Regions from separate parts of the Mus musculus genome. Here region 1 is linked to region 2. A link is a contact called in public HiCAR-type data. All regions are on one chromosome and are shown on one strand. Each heading gives the region's core, a stretch centred on a gene start, on an enhancer-like site or on the middle of the called end of the contact. The rest is flanking DNA. Distances are from core to core; before and after follow the strand shown. Region 1 has its middle 130 kb from the start of Tfcp2l1. Region 2 overlaps Tfcp2l1 (transcription factor CP2-like 1).

What was found. HiCAR-type assays count read pairs that join an accessible place to other places.
Region 1: a contact with region 2 is called in a HiCAR-type map of kidney, with 2.5 times the contacts expected there. The contact joins two enhancer-like sites. A contact is called at or near these places in 3 of 39 promoter capture datasets (embryonic stem cells, liver and trophoblast stem cells), 12 of 484 Hi-C or Micro-C datasets (the Patski cell line, embryonic stem cells and trophoblast stem cells), 7 of 115 datasets of contacts at active chromatin or transcription factors (astrocytes, embryonic stem cells and kidney) and 1 of 9 other capture datasets (embryonic stem cells).

Annotation. Positions count from the first base shown.
Region 1 is chr1:118,753,078-118,759,186 of GRCm38.p6, reverse strand. No RefSeq gene overlaps it. Among named protein-coding and RNA genes, the nearest start is that of Tfcp2l1, 130 kb to the right of the region's middle. Within about 2 kb of position 2,741, at least 17 of the 459 cell types and tissues checked have an H3K27ac peak or open chromatin away from gene starts, as enhancers often do. A contact at or near this core is called in kidney, where this site is marked.
Region 2 is chr1:118,670,058-118,676,575 of GRCm38.p6, reverse strand. It overlaps Tfcp2l1 (transcription factor CP2-like 1), which reads right to left. Exons shown (of 15, transcript NM_023755.2): 14 at 950-1,001. Among named protein-coding and RNA genes, the nearest start is that of Tfcp2l1, 45 kb to the right of the region's middle. Within about 2 kb of position 4,270, at least 14 of the 459 cell types and tissues checked have an H3K27ac peak or open chromatin away from gene starts, as enhancers often do. A contact at or near this core is called in kidney, where this site is marked.

The sequences.
Region 1 (6,109 bases), core at 1,492-3,991, 84 kb before region 2:
TGTAGCTTGCTCTCCCAAATCACTTTTACAGGCTGAGACATCTCTCTGGCGCTCTATCCAATATTTCTAAATTCCCTGAAAATTATACAGATTTATAATAGATTGCATTATGACATTCTCATACAAATATGGACTGAATTTCACATCAATTAAGAAAATCAAGAGACACGCCCCCCTCCCCAACGCTCCCACAGGCCAACCAGATCTACACAATCTCTCGCTGATATGTTCTTCCCAGGGGGACTCTAGGTTGTGCCAACTAAACTAAACCACCATACAGACAAACTTGTGGGCATTCCACAGAGAATATCCAGACCAGGTAAGAGGCAGGAGAATACTCTGCATGTCAGTGGTACTGTCAGGTGGACTGATGCGCCTGGTCAGGTGTACAGGAGGAAGTCAGCTTAGCATCATCTCCTTCTGCTTCCCGACGCTGGCTGCAGTGTGACCAGCCACTTCCTTTCCATGGCCGACTGCATCTGTGTACTGGGAGCCAGAAGAAACCTTTTATCCTTTAAGTTGCCTTTGTCAGGTTCCTGTCACAGAAACCAGTTCAGTGACCTTCAGGACCAACTTCCTGTTGCCACCCTCCCACCAGGAACTAGAGAACACTGGGACCTCATGCAACGTCTCCCAGAACCCCTGGCTCATGAGCAGCTGTGGACACTTCTGAAAGTTCCTATTCCCATTACAGGGGCTGGCTGGGAGTCTTTCTGGAAAGCTCCTGGAGAATCTTGATGTTGAGTAGATGTTCGGGTAAGCGCTCTCTGGGGAGAAGACAAAGGGAGAAAGGGATTCTCAGCCCAGGGAGACTGACATCCACACTATAAAACAGGGCGAGGAGAGAAGTCTCGGTGAGCCCAGAAGGCAAGAGGATTCACTGGCTGTATGTTGGCAGTCATTCTCCTGCTTCAGTCCTTGGTTCTTTTGGCTGTCACCTGCCACACTTCTCTATTACATCATCTCCTAGTCTGAGAGGAGACCCAGCAAGCCTTGCTCCAAGGACTCTGTGAATCACTGTGGTCAGCTCGATTGCCTGGGGCCTTTTGTTCCTCTCCTAAAGTTGATGCTTAGAGTCAGCAGAGCCACGGCCACTTCTCCATGTCCTAATAATCCTCAGACCTGTGACTTTACAGTAAAGTAATAATAGCTGCTGTCTCCAATCTGACATCATGGCAAAAGGACATTGGTAACAATGACAACATCACATGCAAAAACCATACAGTTGACTTAAAGACAAACAGCCAAGAGACAACTCAGTAGTGAGCCCTGTGAACTCTTGCCACAGTCTGAGTACAGCTCTCAGACTCAACAGAGACACTTCCTTGTATAGTAGATGATAGTTAACAGGCACCCACACTGGTTAAAGTGCAGAGACTAAGTGTTAGCGGAGTGCTCTACCACAAACAGGACTTCTCTGTCACAGCTCTATCCCCCAAGTTTCAGGGACCATCACTAAAGAAGGGACAGAAAGATTATTACATAGAGCCATTCCAGTAGGAATGGGGTGAAGTAGTGTCTTCTGGACACGACAGGACCACTACACTTAAGAACTCCCAGCAGCTGTGGCTACCTGTGTAAGACCTACCTAAGACCAAGCCAGTCAGCATTCCATCATGGACAGGGAGGGGCTCGGGAGCCCCAGGCCTTAGCTGAGGAGCAATTGACAGTTGATGGCTTTGAGAAGATAAAGACAGTTTGCTTTAAAGGTGTGGCCCCTGGAATGTTGACCATGCTCCAGTGAATTAGTCCACGGGGAGCACAAATTCAAGGAGGAAGAGGAAGAAGAGGAGGAGGAGGAGGAGGAGGAGGAGGAGGAGGAGGAGGAGGAGGAGTGATGGCTCAAAGCTGGAGGGGATGAGGGGGTGGATCTGGGAGGAGTTAGCTGAAGAAGGATGAATATGATCAAAATAAATTGTATGCATGTATGAAACCCTCAATAACAAAATATTACATTTTAGAAAACAAAAACCCTGTGATCTGAGTATAGAGTTCCCGTGGTAGAGTGCTGCCTAGCATGTATGTGGCCCTAGGTTCAATCCCAGCATTGTTTAAACCAAGTGTGATGCTGCACACCTGCAGTCCTAGTACACAGCAGGTGGGGGCAGGAGGGTTTCAAGGTCATCATCAAGTACACAGCAAGTTCAAGGTTAGCCTGGGCTCCGTGGGAACATACACACATATGCATCTTGTCGGAAAAGGAAGAGTTTGGCCAGGGACCCTAAACCAGGTGGATCAACTGCTCGTGGACAGGTTTGAGGGAAGGGACAAACCTGTCCCTTGCTTAGCTTGCATAAACGCGTGCACATCTCATCTCCTGATGCTGAGACCTGCCCTCTGAGCTCAGAGGTAGGACTGCTCTGTGGTCCCTGTTGGGCCTCAGATGGCAGAGGGGAACATTCCTACGAGCTTAAAAGGCTTGAGAACTGGGTTGCACCCAACTGTCCTGGGGCCCTCTGTTGGCCTTGTCCTAAAGGGAGGTTCCAGGCGAACAATTCAGGAATGAGGGGGGAATTCCCAAGTTTCCTCCTCCACAAGTACGGAAAGCCCGAGGGAGACGATTAGAGTAAGAAATGCAAGTGAGACCACACAAGCACCCAGGGCATCTGTCACAGTGGAGCAGGGCGTTCTGCTCTCTCTATGGGGCCAGGTTTTTATAACTGGGATAATAACTGGGGCTAGGATGAGGGTAGGGAGCACAGGCTAGGGTGCCCTTCCCCCACTTCAGTAGCAGCCAGCCAGCTTAGCCCCTGGATTTGAGGAAACCCTGGCCAGGGTTTGCTCTGGGGGAGACTACAGCTCTGAGGGAAGTGATTTGAAAATCAAATGGGCTTGCTGGAACATTCCATTCCTGAGCGGAGCAGTTTCCAGCACTTAAATGAGCTGTGCGAGCATAATGGCCTTGGGAGCCAGGTTATCTCGGGGCCTTTGCAGGGATCTGCCTAACATTCCCCTGGTACCCTAGGGAGATGACAGGGCCAGCAAGATGGCTCAGAAGGTAATGGCATTGTTGCCATGCCTAAGAACCTCAGTCCAATTCTTAGGTCCCAGAGAGGGTCAGTTCCCACAAGTTGTCCTCTGACATCCACATGCACACCAAAGCAAGACTGAGACCACACAGCACACACACACACACTATCACATCCACCATACATATATACACACACCATATACATATACACACCACACATACACACACACATATATAGACACCATACATACACAGATATACCACATACATGCATATCCACACACCACACATCCGCACACCAACATATACACACAGGCACAAACACACAAACACACACACACATATATCCATAGCCACACACCACACATCCACATACACACATATTTATAGACACCATACATACACAGATATACCACATACATGCACATCCACATACCACACACACACACAAAACTGTAGGAAGAAAAGAAGCATTTGTGGAGTGCTGATGGTGTCTGGTGGTGTCTGAGTCTGTGTGTGTGTCTGTGTTTGTGTCTGCTTATGTGTCTGTTTGTCTGTGTCTGTGTATATTGTGTGTGGCTGTATGTGTCTGTGTGTTTGTGTGTGTCTGTATGTTGTCTGTGTGTGTGTGTCTGTGTATGTGTGTATCTGTGTGTGTATATCTGTGTGTGTCTGTGTGTGTATCTGTGTGTGTGTCTATGCCTGTGTCCGTGTGTGTGTCTGTCTGTCTGTGTGTATGTGTGTGTATCCGTGTGTGTCTGTATGTATATGTGTGTCTGTGAGTGTATCTGCACGAATGTGTGTCTGTCTGTGTGTGTGTCTATGTCTGTGTCTGTGTGCATGTCTATATGTGTGTCCACGTATGTGTCTGTGTGTGTGTCTGTGTGTGTGTGTGTGTGTGTGTGTGTGTGTGTGTGTGTGTCTGTGTCTGTGTGTGTGTCTGTGTCTGTGTGTTGAGACAAGGTCTCGCTGTGTATCCTGGACTATGCTGAAATCCCTGCTGGATCATCTAGCCTCTTTCTCCTGAATGCGGGGGATACAGATGTACTCCACTACGCTTAGCTCTTCAGTTCTATTGTACAGATGAGAGGTGAGACTGAGCTGGGGGAGATGGCTTCGTGAATTAAGTTCTTGCTATGCAAGCATGAGGACCTGAATTCTGTCCCCAGCATCCATATTAAAAACAAACAAGGGCTGGTGAGACCACTCAGCAGGTAAGAACACTGACTGCTCTTCCGAAAGTCCTGAATTCAAATCCCAGCAACCACATGGTGGCTCACAACCATCCATAATGAGACCTGACGCCAATTTCTGGTGCATCTGAAGACAGCTACAGTGTACTTACATATAATAATAAATAAATCTTTAAAAAATTAAAAACAAACAAACAAGCAAATGGAAGAGGAGACGAGTGTCTGTGGTCCCACTCTGGAGAAAAGACACCGACTAGAGGATCCTAGGAGCCCACTGGCTGCCAGCCTAGCCAATCAGTGAGCTCTAGGTTCAGTGAGAGACCTAGTCTCAAAAAATATGGTGGAAAATGACTGAGGAAGACACCTGCTGTTGACCTTTGCCCTCCACATGCTCAACATGGGCATATGAATCCATACACACACACAACACTCATGCATACGTTACACACATCATGCATTGATGATGATGGTGATGGTGATGGTGATGATGGGAGAGATTGAGGAAGGCTCATCTTGTTGTTTCATCCCTGGTTTCTTCCTCTTTCAGGACACCCAGATGCCCTTTTCAGTGTGTGTGTCTCTATTGTCCAAGACTCACAGCTTGTGCTCTCATTTCACACCCCACATCATCCCCAACAGACATGAATGAATAAGACCCTGAACTGATACAAACTCAGAAGCCCCGGTTTCTGCCTTGCAAGCCCTGTGGTTCTGGGAAGTACTCACTATCCCCATGAGAGCTTGAACAGACACCTCATCAGCAGAGGGTAACCAGGAATGATGGGCATGTGTCAGGCACCACGGATGAGCACCTGAATCACAGAGCTAACAGTGGAAATCACACAAAAGGGTGACAGGCAGGCCTGTGGAACTGCCAGCTTCTATGGATGGGGACTTCTTACTCTTACCTAAGATCCAGCTGAGGTGTCCATATGCACTTTGTTTTTTCAGGTTAGTTCGCCTTTAAAAACTATGTAGCAGGGGCTGGCCTCGAACTCACAAACTTTTTGCCTTCACCTCACTAGTAACTGGATTATAAGCAAGAGTTCCTAGCTCTGTTTTGTTTTGTTGTTTTGTTCTGTTCTGTTCTGTTCTGCTCTGCTCTGCTGCTGTTGTTGTTGTTGTTGTTGTTGTTGTTGTTGTTGTTGTTGTTGAGGTTGAGACAGGGTTTCTCTTTATAGCTTTGACTGTCCTGGAACTCACTATGTAGACCAGGCTGGCCACAGACTGTCTCTGCCTCCCAAGTGCTGGGATTAAAGGTGTGTGCCACCACTGCCAAGAGGAGTCACCTCCTCTTTGAGTGACCATTGCATGTGCAATAGCCCAGCAGTAGTTGGGGTCCCTGAGAAGAGGCCGTAGAAAGTGTGCTTGCCCTGCATCCCAGGACAACAGAGGAGTAGTCTGAAGTTTCTAATGCACATACGGTTCTGACTTTTGTGTGTGTGTGTGTGTGTGTGTGTGAGAGAGAGAGAGAGAGAGAGAGAGAGAGAGAGAGAGAACATGTATCTGCATGTGTATGGTGTGGAAGACAGAGGTTGGTATTAATACTCCACTTTGCTGGGTTTTTTTTTAACATTTGGAATTTTTAGGTTCATAGTGTGTGTGTGTGTGTGTGTGTGCGCGCACACACACACACACACGCACACGCTCACATATGTACATGCACATACGTGCATACATGCATGCAATGCTATATATGTGACAACTTTCAGAAGTTGGCTCTCTCCTTCCATTATGGGTTCTGGAGATGACGTTAGGTTGTCAGGCTTGGGGACAAGTGCTTTCATCAGCTGAGACATCTCCCATCTCATGGCCCTCCTCATTGTTTCACACAAGGTCTCTAACTGAATCTGGAGCTTGCCAATTCGGTGAGTCTAGCTGGCCAGCGAGGCCCAGCAACCCTTCTGTATCTGTCCTTGGTGTGTGGATCACAGGTCATTCTGCT
Region 2 (6,518 bases), core at 3,021-5,520:
CCAAAGGGCCAAATGCAACAGGGCTAACTGGCCATGGCTGAAACCTCCCAAACTGAGCCCAAATAACCAACCTCACACATTGTCACAGTAACAAAAAGCTAACACACACAGCCTAGGTCCCCAGAACAGGGTGGGAGTTGGTCTTAGAACAGCCTGAACCCAGTCTCCTGATCTTTAAGACTTATTTTACCTTTAATTTTGTGTGTGTGTGTGTATATGTGTGTGTACACTTGTGTGTGTGTGTGTGTGTGTGTGTGTGTGTGTGTGTGTGTGTGTCTGTCTGTCTGTCTGTCTGTCTAGGTGCAAATGAATGAAGTGACTGCAGAGACCAGAAAATGGTTTGGTTCCCCTGAAGCTGGAGCTGCATGTGAGTGGTTGTGAACCACCAGATGTGGGTGCTAAGAACCAAACTTGGGGACTCTTTAAGAGCAATTTGTGTTCTCATCTACTGAGCCTCTCCTCCAGCCCAGTCTTCCATTCTGATGAAACCTATCCACTTACCCTCCCAGACCCAAGAAAGTCACAGCAGATCTTTCTCTGCCTTGTGTGAATAAACACAAATCCTGGTATAGTCTCCCTCTCGGTAGAATGTAAGCACTGCGGTATTCTCATTGTGGCATCTGGCTCATCTGGATTCTCCGAGTCCCTTACTCACTCTGCCCATCAGGGTGGCCCTTACTTGGGCTTCCCAGAAACTGTCTATGAAATCCCAAACCCAAGTCCATAGAGAACAGATGGCCAGGCCTGCAGTGCCCCTGGAGATGTCCATTCTGGCTTGGCTAGGACTAGGTATGAGAAGACTTGGTTTGCCTTGCTCTCAAAGGCTGCTCCAAGTTCAGCATCTTCTGGAGGACCCTGGACTGGCAGATCCCACCTGCCACCCATCACCTATGACACCAAGGGACACAGAAACACTCTTCATTCATCAGGAAGGCAGAGAGAGGCTTACCTTTTAATGTGCTGAGGATAAAACAAGACTCATCTTGGAAATTCTGAACCATCTGAAAGGCAAAGGCAAGACATGTTCTTCACAATGACATCACAAAGGTTTAGGGAGGAGTTGGAGAGACAGCTCCATCAATAAAGTGGTTGCTGTGTGAGCAGACAGGAGGCACCAGAAAGACACCATTCAGGGTCTCTTTTGACCTCCACAGGCCCACATGCACAAAACAAAAGTTAGTGAAAGAGCCAGGTGGCGCACTCAGAGGCAAGTGGATTTGAGTTCGAGGCCAGCCTGGTCTACAGAGTGAGTTCCAGGTCAGCCAGGGCTACACAGAGAAACCCTGTCTCGGGGGAAAAAAAAGTTAGTGAAAGATAATAGGCAGGCAGTGGTGGCACATGCCTTTAATCCCATTGCTCAGGAAGTAGGCAGGTGGATCTCTGTGAGTTCAAGGCCAGCCTGGTATATAAAGTGAGTTCCAGGACAGCCAATGCTCTGTCACACAGAGAAACTCTGTCTCCAAAAAAGTAAAAGATAAAACATCTATTTGTTTATTATATGTTGGGTCATCTAGGTCTTTACTGGACTCATTAAAGGAAAGTTTATGCTACAACAAAAAATATATTTAAAAAAATTGAACACAAAACCAGGCATGGTAGAATATACTCTTAATCCTAACACACAGGAAGCAGAGACAGACATATCTCCGTGAGTCAGTCCAAGGCCAACCTGGCCCATACAGCTAATTCTAGACCTGCTAGGGTTATTACATCATGAGACCCTTGACTCAGAAACAAGCAACAAATTTAAGCACAGTCAATCCCATTTTGGTCAACAACAAAACACAAATACAATTGGTGGAGCTGAAATTTTCTCACTGCTTAGTGGCACTGTCATCCTGGTAACACAATTATTCATGTCTGTGGTAAAGTTGTAAGCACCCTACTATGTGGCCAGTATGGTACAGATGACCCACAGTACACACACTTGGTAGTGACCCTAAATTACTCCACTGCTGATTTACACATTTGACACATTATCTTTTGTGCTACTATGTTAGAGTGTCCCCTCACACAGCAGTCCCCTCGAGTGCATTGATGCTATGCGCAGTGACTGTACCATCCGGGGTTGAGTGCCTGTAAGCTAGGGTGCTTCCATAGTGATGTCCTCACTTAGCTAACCTGCTTCTAAAGCAATTGTGCCTGAATGCAATGCAAATGTGCTCCCTGGGCCAATGCCTTTGAACCAGAGCCAGAGCCAGTGGTACCATTGGGAAAGTCGTGGAACCCTTATGAGGTGGAGCTTTGCTAGAGGACAGGGTCAATGGGTGTGTCTTGAGCACTTATAGCTAGATGCTCTGCTTCCTGATGGCCCAGTGGCCTCCCCAGCTCCTGCTGCTATACTTCCCCCACACTGATGGATCCTAATAACCCTTCCTCCCTTGTGCTTCTCAGCAGGTCTTCTGCTATGGCAACAAGAATTAACTAACCACCATAATTAATAGATGTGTGTGTCCGTGGCTTTACAGGGACCAAACAGAAAGAGGTTAATACTCCCACATGATCAGGAAAGACAATTTATAGCCATGTCTCCTAAGCTTTCACTATGATTTGCAAACACTGACCACAGAAAAGCTTTCTGTTTCTGGCTCCACGGCCTCATCTGTAAAACAGATGATAACAACATAAGCAGGGTGTACAATGGGAACTAGCACCTCTGCAGGTGATAAATCCAGGTGATAAATCTCTAGAAAACGCCATGTTCTGGATGGAGGTCACCCCTCAAGCTCTCCTGCTCATGTGCACCTTCACACGTGCATCTTTGGCATTCTCAGTAGCAGGAGTGTGAGTCAACTGGGATCTAACCACTCAGAGGTACAGTGACCCTCAGCTGCACATATTCACATATTTGTGAATCAGAACATATGGTGGAGGGAAAAGAGGAACACGGAGAGAATGCATGCCCAGTCCACACTGGGCTGAGGAAATGACAAGTTGGAAACATGCGCTTTGCAGGCATGAAGAGCCAAGTTTGATCCCCAGAACTCAGATTAAAAAACAAACAAACAAAATAGGCCTGATACTGTGGCTTGTAACCCCAGTTGCTGGGCACGTAGAGACAGACACAAGGATTGCTGAGGCTCTCTGACCAGCCATCACAGTCTCCCTGGTCAGCTCTAGGACAGGAAGAGACCTGTGTTAAAAGCCATGGTGGGTAGTAGCTGAGGAACATGAGGAACAACGGTCAAGGCTATCCTATAGCCTCCACAAGCACACAGACATGTGTACTGCCCTAAGCACGTTAGGGAGGGAAGAGGAAATGATTAGTGTAAAATATACACGGACAAGCAAGGGCCAAACATGATACTACAAAGGGGCCTATAACCATCACAGTCTAGTGACCTGGGTGCAAGGCCTTAAATACTTATTAAAATTGCAAGTCAGGGCAGTGAGGTAGCTCAGCCAGCAAAAGCACTTGTCATGCGAGCCCTGTAGGCCTAAGTTTCATTCACAAAACCCACTCACACACAGTGTCCTATGATTTCCACACATATACTTTGTATGCACACACACATATACAGGCACACATAAAGGTAAAATAAGTTTTAAAAATAAAATGTACATTAGTTTTACAGGATCTTTGCATGTGTAAGCTATATTTCATAATATACATTCAGAAGTAGTTAAAAAAAAAAAAATATATATATATATATATATATATATATATATGTAAACATGCATGCCAAAACCAACAGGGTAGCAAATCTCCTTTCTATTAAAAAGAAAAAGAAGGGCTGGTGAGATGGCTCAGTGGGTAAGAGCACCCGACTGCTCTTCCGAAGGTTCGGAGTTCAAATCCCAGCAACCACATGGTGGGTCACAACCATCCGTAAAAAGATCTGACTCCCTCTTCTGGAGTGTCTGAAGACAGCTACAGTGTACTTACATATAATAAATAAATAAATCTTAAAAAAAAAAAAAAGAAAGAAAAGAAAAAGAAAAAAAAAAAAACCAGAAACCCACATTTTATTGCCTGCTCTGGACTACTGCCTCAAATCTTACAAATGCATCCACCTGTCGACCCTGACCCTCCCCGCAGGGCCTAATGGTGCATGAAGTACATTTATTCTATACCTCAGCCTGCTCCAGCTCGGACTCTTGGCCGCCCAGCCACTTGGGCATGAAAAGCCCTAAGCGGGGCCCACAAGGGCTTAATCAGTAACTCCCTTGTTTAATTGAGTGCCCTTGCACCCCAGGGGCTGGCTCCTTGCTGGCCAGGCTGCCTCCAGCACTCTGAGTAATTCAGAGCTGAAGGTTTCCAAATTGATTCGGGTTGAGTGGGAAGGAGACTTGGGGAATGAGAATGGCCTACTTAGCCAGGGTGGCGTTTGAGGTCTGTTCCCTGCTTCACTTGCTTAACTGCCTGCTGTCGAGGGCACAGGGCAAGTGGGGGAGGGTGCAAGAAACAGTCATGGTTTTTTGTCTTCTTAAACAGAAATGGTTGAGGGTCTGAGGATGTGGCTCCAGGGCTTGCTTAGTTAGTCTGTACAAAGCTCTGGAGTCTGTCTCCAGCACAGCATAGAGAAGGTATGGTACAGTGCAGGGCTGCAATCCCAGCACTGTAATCCCAGAATGGGGCCAGGGCAGATCAGAAAGTCAGGGTTGTCCTTGGCTACACAATAAATTCAAGGCCAGCCTGGGCTACAGATCTTCCTTGAGGTGCAAAGTGACATGCCTTCCAGTTCATTAGCATGGTCGTCTACCACTCGGGCCCTTCATCCTCCTAGCTTCTCTTAGCCCTAGAAGCAGCACTGCTGGTCTCAGTATCATTTTCTGTGAAACAGGAGCAAAAAGTAGCTACTTTAAGCTAGACCTGGTGGTACATGCCTATAGTTCCAATGCTTACAAGGCAGTAACAGGATGACTATAACATGATTAAGGCTAGCCTGGTCTACATAGTGAGTTCTGGACCAGTCTGGGTTTTACACTGAAGCACTGCCACAAAGCAAACCAGAACAGAACAAGGAGGTACAACTTCATTGAGCTGGGCTTGTTGCATACTCCTCTAATCCTGGTGCCCAGGAGACAGAGGCAAGCAGAGGATTGTAGCAAGGTCAAGGCCAGCCTGGTCTACATAAGGAGTTTCAGGTCTCATCTCTTTTGAGATTGTCACAAAACCAACAACCAAACAAACAAAACCATAGCTCCCATTTCTCAAGAGGTTGGATCTCTTACTGGTTCAGCTCTCCAACAATTGGTTCATCTGGATTTCTACCTTAACTTCACTCCATATCAGCTGTAGCATCTTTGGGCAACTACTCAGTATCTCTGTGCCTCAGTTTCCTATGTATGAAATGGGATGCTAGCAGATGCTAGATGTGCGTGTGTGAGTGTGTGTGTGTGTGTGTGTGTGTACATGTATATACACACATACATATATATATATATATATGAATATCATGTACATATTACTTAATACATGATACATGTGAACTATATACATATACATGTAAGCAGGAGTAGCAGCCAGGACATAGTGGCCATGTGACTATGATTTGGATATGGAGTGTCTCTCAAAGGCCTCTGTACTGACTGCCTCTGTGCTACTGAGATATGGAACTTTTAAGAGGTTGGGCCCAGCAAAAAAGTTAGGTCACCAATGTTAGTAGTGAAGGGGATACCGGGACCTTAGTACCCCACACCTACTCCCTTGCTTCTTGACCATAGTGAGAACAATTTGCTCAGCCGCTCTCCTACCATGATAGTTTCTATCTCTCCATCACTGGGGTTGTACTGTGGTTTACCACTATGCCCAGCTTTTGACACGGGCTCAGGACGCTGAACTCAGGTGTCCATACTTTAAAGGTGAGCCCTTTACTAAGTGAGCCTCTCCCCAGACTGAACCTTTCTTCTTAAGTTCATGATCCCAGACATCCCTTACAGTGCAAGGACACTGACCAATACACCACCAGACACACATTTCTGTTAGTTGGAAATGTCAGTTGAAGGAAGATCCAGGACAGACAAGCATAAGATCATCTGTTCCATCATAGGCAAGGGATGCTCAATTTAGCAGGCAAGTCTGCTCAACACATCACTCCTCACAGGACTGGACCAAGACTCCGTCACTTTCTGGATATTTGCTAGCCACTATTTCCAGCTTCCACAGGATTGTGTTGAGCACAAATTCAGTGGCACACACCTTCATCACTCAGGGAGGCCTTGCTAGTAGTGTCTCCCATGGGCCATAGCAGCCCATCATTTAACTACTGGCCTCTCAGGACATGATTCCTACTTGATGGGTAGCCCATTCTTCAGACTGCAGTTGCCCCAAGAGCACCCAGCCAAGGACAACTGAAGAAGGCTGTCCTCTGAGTATAACAGCCATTAGCATCTTAGTCACAGCGGCTAGGGTTACTCACAAGAGACCCTCACGATAGAGCCTGTGGGGCCACGGAGATGAGTGAAGGTGCTTGCCCCAAGTCTGACTCCTTAGTCCCACATGGAGGAAGGACAGGACTGAGTCCTTCAATCTAGCCTCTAATCTCTGTGTGTGTCCCTTTGTACCCATTCACCTC